2 separate regions of the Mus musculus genome follow, and region 1 is linked to region 2. A link is a contact called in public Hi-C data. All regions are on one chromosome and are shown on one strand. Each heading gives the region's core, a stretch centred on a gene start, on an enhancer-like site or on the middle of the called end of the contact. The rest is flanking DNA. Distances are from core to core; before and after follow the strand shown. Region 1 holds the start of Dpy19l4 (dpy-19-like 4 (C. elegans)). Region 2 holds the start of 1700123M08Rik (RIKEN cDNA 1700123M08 gene).

The links. Hi-C and Micro-C count contacts between places; a contact is called where the count stands out from the background.
Region 1: a Hi-C map of regulatory T cells shows a contact between it and region 2, with 4 times the contacts expected there. The contact joins the promoter of Dpy19l4 here to the promoter of 1700123M08Rik in region 2. A contact is called at or near these places in 7 of 39 promoter capture datasets (the C10 cell line, cranial neural crest, hippocampal neurons and 2 more), 4 of 484 Hi-C or Micro-C datasets (embryonic stem cells, pre-B cells and regulatory T cells) and 1 of 9 other capture datasets (adipose tissue).

Annotation. Positions count from the first base shown.
Region 1 is chr4:11,319,739-11,324,266 of GRCm38.p6, reverse strand. Dpy19l4 (dpy-19-like 4 (C. elegans)) reads left to right here and starts at 2,130. Exons shown (of 19, transcript NM_001081201.2): 1 at 2,130-2,267. The coding sequence starts at 2,252.
Region 2 is chr4:11,964,614-11,969,116 of GRCm38.p6, reverse strand. 1700123M08Rik (RIKEN cDNA 1700123M08 gene) reads right to left here and starts at 2,543. Exons shown (of 5, transcript NR_040577.1): 1 at 2,434-2,543. It overlaps Pdp1 (pyruvate dehyrogenase phosphatase catalytic subunit 1), which reads left to right and starts at 2,667. Exons shown (of 3, transcript NM_001098230.1): 1 at 2,667-2,815; 2 at 3,469-3,503. The coding sequence starts at 3,473.

The DNA of each region.
Region 1 (4,528 bases), core at 881-3,380, 640 kb after region 2:
CCATGTGGTTGCTGGGAGTTGAACACGGGTCCTCTGGAAGAGCAGCCAGTGCTCTTAACTGCTGAGCCATCTCTCCAGCCCTTGCAAGCAAATAGTTAAAGGAAGATTTTTAAATTCATGTACACAGACCTCTTACCAAGATGTGGCTCAAGAGTTTAGCATTGAATATGAGGAAGACAAAGCTTTTTATAGTTCAGAAGTAGGGGTTTTTCAAATGGGGGATTTAGCAAGCAAAATAGGTGGGGTTACAGGAGCAGAACATCATAGCAAGCTTTTCCTAAGGGCATCCTGAAACAAAGACATGGTTGCAAGGTGAGCATAAAACTGGTAGTTATAACAAGGTAGCCATGACAACCCTTATGAAACGGAAGTAGGGTTGCAAGATGGTTAAAAAAAAAATTGAAACAAAGACATAATTATCATTCCTGGAACAGGCAGTACAAAACCATTTGTAGTTAAGGTCACAGGTTTTATGTGGAGCATAGCCTGATCCTTGAAAAACAAGTTTAATCATAAAGAGGAATGAACCTAATTTGTCATTACTGTGAGACGGCTTTTAAGCCAAAGAGGCTGATTCTTCCAAACCCACCAGAGGTCTCCTAAATGTCTAGTTTTCCCATTTCAGTTAGGCTGGGCCTTTCTGGGTTCTGTCACAGCTTCTAGTCTCAGCTAGACATCCTGTCTCAACTAGATATCCTGTCTCAGCTAGACATCCTGTGCTGGGCCTCTCCAAACCCTAGACATGAACCTAGTGTTGTGGAACATCCTTGTGGTTCCTTGGCTGTGTTGTGCAACCTAAGTGTTGAAACCCTGCCAATGGGAGCTCAAGCGCTGGGCCTCTAATTTTCTCAGCCTCCAGTATCACCAGGGTATACTCTGAGTCCAAGGCAAGGCAGAAAAAGAACTGGTGGCTCTGGCTGAACTCCCAATTAACCAGAAACAAGTGCTCTAACCCCCCCCCCCCCGTCCCTCCTGAATGTAGGATTGGACCCCCAATATCACTAGATCAGGATCCCACAGAATCAGAACAGATCCAGAAACCAGGCATTATAGGAAAAAAAATTAGGAGTTTCTGTGAATTACTATAGGAGGCCTACATAAGAAAGGAAGGAAAGAAGGAAGGAAGGAAAGAAGGAAGGAAGGAAAGAAGGAAGGAAGAAAGAAAAAGAAAGAAAGAAAGAAAGAAAGAAAGAAAGAGAAAGAAAGACAGACAGACAGCTATCCTTTTTTTGAAGTGGCTGTTCACTCATGCTTTTGGGCCAACTGAAGGCGTGCCACAGTGTTCTCAGTATGAGTCATGCACTGCACAACAAAATTAAACTGCATTCTATTGTTATGAAATAATCTCTATACATTCCTCATAGCAGACTATAAAGTACTATTGTGCTTTCTTCCAGAATATTGACATGAGCAAACATTTTGTTCAAGGCAGTTTTCGTGATTGACACGTTGCTCTCTCTTGTGTTTCCTTTTTTATATGATAATAACTTAATTTGCTTATGTAGCTGAGGTTGGCCTTGATAATGAACCTCCTTCCTCTACTTGTCACGGTCTGGGATTACAATAGGGAATAACCTGGTACAAACTTTTTTGTAGCCGCCAAGTGTCTACTAAACCAAACTGTGTATCACTCTTGCCATTGCAGCAGTAGGGAACCTGAGGCAAGTTGAGAGCAGCCTTGGCCATATAGAGAGATCCAGTCTCAAAAACAAACAAGCAAACAAACAAACATCTACTAATCCAAAGGACCTGCCTAGAACGTCTTGCCTGGCTTTGAAATCATCGTAACAAGTCCAGGACTCGTTGCTCTGCAGTTGAAACTCCGTTTTCTGTTTGAAAAATCGGCCGGACATAGGGACTGGATCTGGCCTACAGTCTATGACTTTCTGAGACGGATCCCAGCGTCACGAAAAGCTTGCTCTGGCTCCTGCTTTCCTGTGAGGCTCAGCAAGGAGCGAGGGCGGCGGCGGGGACTCGCTCCTCCCAGGAGCATTGCCATCCCGTGGCCATCGTGGGCATGGCTGAGGCGCTCTAGCGAAACGCTCCGGCCGGGCCCCGCTCCCTGCACTCTGGTTCCCGGAGCGCCTTGGAGGGACCCAGTTGGCGGAGACACCAGAGGGGGGCGGGTCAGGAAGTGGGGGCGCGGCAGCCGGGAGCTGGCCGGGGCGGCCGCGGGGTTTGGATACTCGGAGGTTTGGGAGACTCCGGGCTGCTCGGGAGCCGTAGGGCCACTCGGGTCTCCGCGGAGACGATGGCAAAGGAAGAAGGTGAAGGCTCCGGCGTGTAGCGCGCCAACTGCCGCGGCGGGCTCGGGAGAGGGGCCGGGCCTGACTGCTGGCTGCGGGCCGCGGGGAGCAGGGCGGGCGGGGGCGCGCGCCCCCGAGTTTGCAGTGGAACCGGGCGCGAGCCGAGAAAATGGCCCAAAGTTTCGTCTCCCGAAATAGGACGCAGAAGTGGAACTTAAAGTCAGGAGTCTCGGAAAGGAAGCTGTTGTTGGGTGGCGGGGCTGCGGGTCCGGAGTTGCTCCGCAGTGGAAAGCAGGACGAGCTTGGGTGGGTTCTGGTCCAGGCTGGAAGCTTTGGGTGCAGAATGGGAGGGATCGCACCCCTCGCGGGAAACTGAGGCTGGGATCTGGGATGGACGCGCAGAACCTGACGGAGTTCACTTGTGCTCTAATGGATAACAAATGCCAAAGGGCAGGGGCATGTAAGTGGTTTTAGGGGAGGAGGAGGTCAGTTTTAGGGTTAAAACTAATGGACTGGAGAGAGCTCTGCACGCTCCTCAGGGTCAGTGCCAAGGGAATTTATTGTTTAGCCAGCAATATTTATCCATAGAGGATTTGGACAGTGAGCAAAAGATAGGAAGCGGCAAAAAACTTAGCAGTGTACGATACATAGTGTAAAAAAGTATTGGTGGCATAGTAACTTCATGGGATGTGTATGCACGATTGAGCTCTTGGACTTCATTCGCTCGGATGAACAGTTACATGTTTCATTCTGCTGGAAAGCAGTTTTTATCTTACTGAGTGGAGTTGTGAATGCGACCGTTAGTTATCTGGTTTAGATTTAAGCCGTTGAACCAAGGAGACAAGAAGGGAGTTTGAAGAATTCAATGGAAAGCCATTTTTCAAAAGACTATTAGAAGTACATGCTGACTGGGACTAGATGTCCTGTCCCTGAGGTCATGATTCAGCCATTCCTCCTCTTCCTGCAGCTCTTCGTGTTAAATTTCATGCACATTTAAGATACTACCTAAAACCAGCCTCAAAACAGGTTGCTGGTAAGGAAGAATGTAATTCCTCTTTTTTCTTTAGCTATAGCTATATCTGTGTTTGCAATGTGTTATCATTTGACAAAGATTTTTTTTAAACTTTATTTTTGTGATTAGTTACAAATCTGTGTGGGTAGGTTGATAAACCAGTTTGTCTTTGTGAGCACATTAATACTTAACACAGGAGAAAAATCGCACAGTGCCACTAAAACTTGATATTGTAAATATGCAGAAATTGCATTTAAGATGGAATTATTATACTTAATAACTATGATGTGGACCTTTTTAAAAGGCTATATCATTTTGTAAAAGTAGTTGACTATAAACTGTTAAATGATTTTTGGTTATAGAATTACAGGTAATCTAAAAACATGTGTTTTATTCAGGACAATTACTGGGTGGCAGTTTTATTAAAATAATGGGTCCTTTCAACAAATATTTAATTCCTTGGCTAAGTCTCTATTCTTTTGGGTGCTGGGATATAATAGTCAACAAAGTATAAATATTTATTGTAATGATGTTTGTGATGATAATATTTACAGCAAACACGTCCCGTGTCAGGAATTTCCCCGAATCCCTTCTGTTTACATATCGTGTATTTATTATGTTAAAATTAGGCCAGTCTCTATATTCTTGTTTGAATTCAGGTCAGGTACAGTTTATAGCTTTTGGCTTATTCTCAGGTCCTTCAGGAGCCTCTTTGTTGTCCAGCTGTCCCTGGAAGTAAATGTTCTTCCAGACGCCTCTCCTGTACTGTGTGTGCAATGGTGCTTGCATTGATGCTTCCTGAAACAGACACAGGCTTTGAGGAGAACAGTGTTAACATTTCTCTTGGACCCTTTCTAGTCTACATGGACATCTGGAAGCCTGTTTGTAGCTCTGTTGGCTCATGTGCCTATGATGGGACTAGAGATTGAAGTAGCAAGGTTATTCTTGTGGATATGTAGTCATCATTTAGTTTGGCTTTTTCCTTCTCTTCTCTCTCTCTCTTTCTCTCGCTCGCTTTCATTTCCTTTGGTTTTTTGAGACAGGGTTTCTCTGTGCAGCCCTGGCTGTCCTGGAAGTGAACCTGTAGACCAGGCTGTCCTCTGCTGGAATTAAAGGCATGTACCACCCAGGACTTAATAAGCTCTGTTGCCTAACTATATCATCACCATAACATTACTTTTGTCTTTCAGTTGTGAAGTTCGATGAACAATGATAGAGATGAGGTGAGAAGTTTGCACTCAATTAGCTTCTGGTTTTTAGGGCCAGGCAA
Region 2 (4,503 bases), core at 1,294-3,793:
TAGACATAGTTAATTTTTCAAAGACCCTGCTTTCTCTCTGCCTGTTCTGTCTCTATGATAATCCTAGGTTGTTTTCATGTTACTTCTCAATATCTTTCAAGGTTGAAATACCAACAGGTATTCTGGTGGCTCAAACAATCAAGTTACAGCAGAAACCCCACAGATCTGTCCTGGCCCTGGCCACATAATAACAGCACTACTGAAGTAAGTCCAGTTGGGTGGATTCCACCCAGAAAGAGAGGAAGGCCAAGCCAGAAGAGAGTCAAGGCAGAGAACTTCATCCAGGACACAGGAGTTGGAATCGCTGTGGGCTGGCATTTCACAATATGCATGTCACTCAGTCATGTAACTAGAGAATAGAACTTACACCTCTGAGACTATTTCAAAGTCATCACTCTGAGGAGGCTTTATCCCAATTCCAGAAATATCTTGGCATTCAATCTTGGTGACAAATTATTTTGACTATATTTAGTCGTGGCAAGTTACTTTTTTTTTTCTTTCTGAGAATCAGCATTATTTTCAAATATAGACAGGTCATCCAAAAGCCAGAATAAGATGGGGAAATCAATACTATCCAGGTAGAAAACTAAAAGGTTGAACATAGTAAAATAAGTTGGAAATTCTCATGCAGATACAAAAATCAGTTTGAAAAGAGAACTTTATGCGACGCGGATAGCACTGTGTTATGAGCAAGTTTGACTACTGTGATAGCCTTCAAGGTCATCTGCTGTTGAGGCATGAATTTTGGAATCTCATTATTTACAATTCTTATGTAAAGAAGTCAGCAGTCAGGCGTTTCTAGGTTCTTGGTCTCTTAATCCAGAGAACTGAAAATAAGGCCTCACGCAGATTTGCAAAAAAATCACACAATAACTTAATTGAAATGAAGCAATAACAGACTAGAAAAAGATATAGGTTGACAGTAGGCTACACGAAGAGTACTGAGGGATGAAATTATTGTTCGGGATTTCCTTTCCGAGAGTTCAAGAAAATTTGGTTGATAAGGGTTGTAATATGAGAGCTTTTCTTTTTCCTGGTAGATTAGGGCCTGCATTCACTGTTTTCATCTGTGCAGGTTCCTGTCTGTAGTGCACCTGACATTAATTAGACACACAGTCAACTATGCATAGGCAAAGTCCGGGAATATGGCATTCTCCCTAAAACGCTGAGGATACACTCTTGCCTTACTGTGTACACACCAAACTAAACCCTTGCATCAGATATATTGGGACTGTCTCTAAGTAGAAATGGCTAATCTTGATTGTTGTTAGGAGAGGATAAATGTATCTCTTCTCCAAGAGGGGAAGGCAGGGGACTGATGGGGATCTTGGCTTGTTTGTTCTTGGTTGGGGAAAGGTACCTATATTTTCCCCCTCACCAATCATCTCTGCCCGTAAGCCTCTTCTGGGGATGAGCAAATTCTCCAGTTTAGAAATAGAGGCAGCTTGAAAGATTTGGGGAATTATGAATTGCAGGTTTGGTTATATAAGGTTTTTCCTTTATTACATAAAAATTTAAATACTTCAGGATTAATAAAATTTCACAGTAAACTTGGGAGTTCATCTATCTAGTCCAAATTACTTTGTAAACTTTATTAGTTAATAAGGTGTAGAATAAATCAACGTAAACTCATTAACACTGGGCAGAAGCATAGCTTCTCCCAAGAAAGTTTCATGTCATGAAGATGGCATCTATGTGGATGTAGGTAAGTGAAGAAGGCACTGTCCCATAAAGAGACAACCGCAGATGGCAGCAAGAACCCTTAGTGTGTTGTTTAGCACATCTTAAGCCTAACCTCACCCCACAGATAGGCAAACTGAGTCTCATGGGAGGAAGATGGATTTTTGTCACTGGGAATAACTTGAAAGGCTCTTCTGACTCCAAGTTCAGTGCTCTTCCCACTTTCACTGGCTGCATTTTAAAATTCATAACTCTGAATGAGTCAGGGACCAAGGAGGGAATGCTGATTTCAAAGTCCTTCCAAGAACAAGAGCACTCGTGTTATTCTTATCTACAAAGATAAGAATTCCTTCATCAAACTTCCTTTTGCTTTTGTTTACAGCTTCCTAGCCCGGAGACATAAAAATAATTGACTATCAATCCGACCTAATAACCCTAAAATCAGCAACTTGATCTTGAATGAATGAAGCGAGACACCGCCGAGACGCTCTGCCACGCCTCAATTGTGTTGTTCCCGCGGTCTACCTGGGGCAGCCCAGTGCAGAGGAGGCTTGGCTCTCAGGCCAGCCCAGAGCAGCACGCGGGGCCCAGCAGAAGTGCCAGGCATTCGCGAAAGCCCGCCCGCCAGGAAGCAACTGGCTACCAAAGCGCCACGCGCTCAGGGATGCTGGATCCCGCCCAGGCGCTTCCCCATCTGGGAGTCCAAACGCAACCCAACCAAGGCTGTCCACCTCGCGGCACGCGCAAACCCACCTTCACCAGCAACAGGGCGTGGTCACGGGGCGCGCGCACGCGTGGAACCAATAGGCTAGCCGCGCCAAATGGAAGGGATTGTCTGACCTCCGTGACGTCACAAAACTGGCGGGGAGCGCGCCCTCTTCCGCCCCCCGCCCCTCTGGCCCTCCGGGTCCCGCCCACCCGCCATTGCGCAGCCAATCAGAAGGCGAAGAGCTCAAGAGCGCCTGTGGGGGCGGGGCAGGGTGGAGGCCGGGCGAGGCAGGGGCGCGGAGTGGGCTGGCCTGGGCCGAGCTGCAGCGCGCCGGGGTGCTGCGTGGTGCTGAGTGAGGGAAGGACGCGCACGGAGGGGTGCGGCCGCCACCCGGGGCAGACCGCAGCGGGTGCTCGACTGTGCCCGGTTGGTATCCTCGTCCACCGCTGCCGAGTCGTGAGGGGGCGTCAGGGCGGTGAAGTGGAGGGCGCGCGTGGGGAGCGGCCGCGGGTGGAGGGCCGGGTGCGCGCGGAGCCTCGGTCGCGAGGAGCTGCCGCGGGTCCCGGGCGGCACCCGGCTGTCAGCGCGCGGGGCGCCCGCTGTGGCCCGGGCGTGTCTGCCTCGGCTCCCCGCTGACACGCTTGGCCCCGCGTGGCGGAGCCGGCTGCCCACGGCGGGCTGTGCCTGGAGCTCTGCGGAAGCGGGCGCGGCGTGGGGCCGGGCGGGCCTGAAGATGCTGAGTGCTTGTGGGCTCGGTGCGCTGGCTGCATGGAGCGGCGGCGGTGCGCCTGTCCGGGCTCCTGGAGTTGCCCGCCGGGGGCTGTGATGCCGCCTCGCCTGCCGGGTGGGTTTGTTTGGTTTCTTCTTCTCCCCTCCCCTTTCTCCCCCCTCCATTCTCTCCTCCCCTCCCAGCCCATTCACTGGGCTGCTGCGAGACCTCGCCCCTCCTCCGCTCCCGCCTCCCCGCCGCCGCCTCCTCTAATGAGCATCTCTGCTTTGCTTTCAATGGGCCGCTGCTGCTGTCGCTGCTGCTGTCCGCGCGGGTTGTGGATGTTGTCGGCTCCGTGTTGTGATGACAGGAGAATGTGTGTGTGTCCCGGGCCCAGACGAATTGGTAGGTATTCACATAACTACCTGTGTTGGGTACCCAGGGAAGGATGGTGACTGATTTTGTGTATGAATGGATGGCTCTAGGGGTCCTCATGGAATTAAAGGGTGAGATAAGGAAAAGGAGACAAAGGCGCTCTGGACCAGATTTTATTTTTATTTTTATTTTTTGATAGCTTAAGTGTGATATTCTGGGACACACGAAACTGACCAAACAAGTGCTGGTTTGGTTCTTTGTGTTTTAAGGATAATGGCTTTTCTTCATTCTTGTAGACACTGAACTTGAGCTGTGAAATGGCTAGGCGTTTCCAGAAAATGCTGAAAAATTACAAATCTTAATGCAGGGCGTTTAATGCAATCAGATTACATAAACGGAGGTTCTGATACGTGTAATGAAAAGTGTAGTATTTATTTTCATTTGCGTTAGAATCTTTGCAAGACCGAGAAGCTCCAGAGTAGGCGCACCAGTAGCATTTTTCTAATCGATTTGGTCCATGGGTTTATTGATTAAGTGGAATAAAATCTTGACACAGGCTTTGCCCAGCACACCACAAAGAATGGATGGGGCTCTTTCTGTTTCTGGTTCCGGCGCGCGCACCTTTTTATTACTCATTGGCAACATCAGCCAAATCTGCCCAAGACTGATACGTACAATGTTGCCAAGTGTGGGCCATGATGGTGTATGAACTTTAAAAAATAAATAAATAAAAAGAAAGTGAGATTGCTCAAGTTAACCAACAGCTACTTTGAAATTCTTATTGCCTAATCAGGAGGCTTCTATTTTGTTAATTTAGCAAGTTTATCAGCACAGAGTGTTGTTTTTTTTTTTGTTGAATTACAGGGTGTTTAGAAGGATATTAAGAATTTTCATCTTCCTTATACATCATGTCAGAAGCATTTAATAGTGTATTGACTTGTAGCTGTCTCTGGTCGGATGGAAATACTATATAATTGGTACTGACCTGGTAGAATGCTTATTAGTTATAGAGCAGGTTTCCATGAACTCA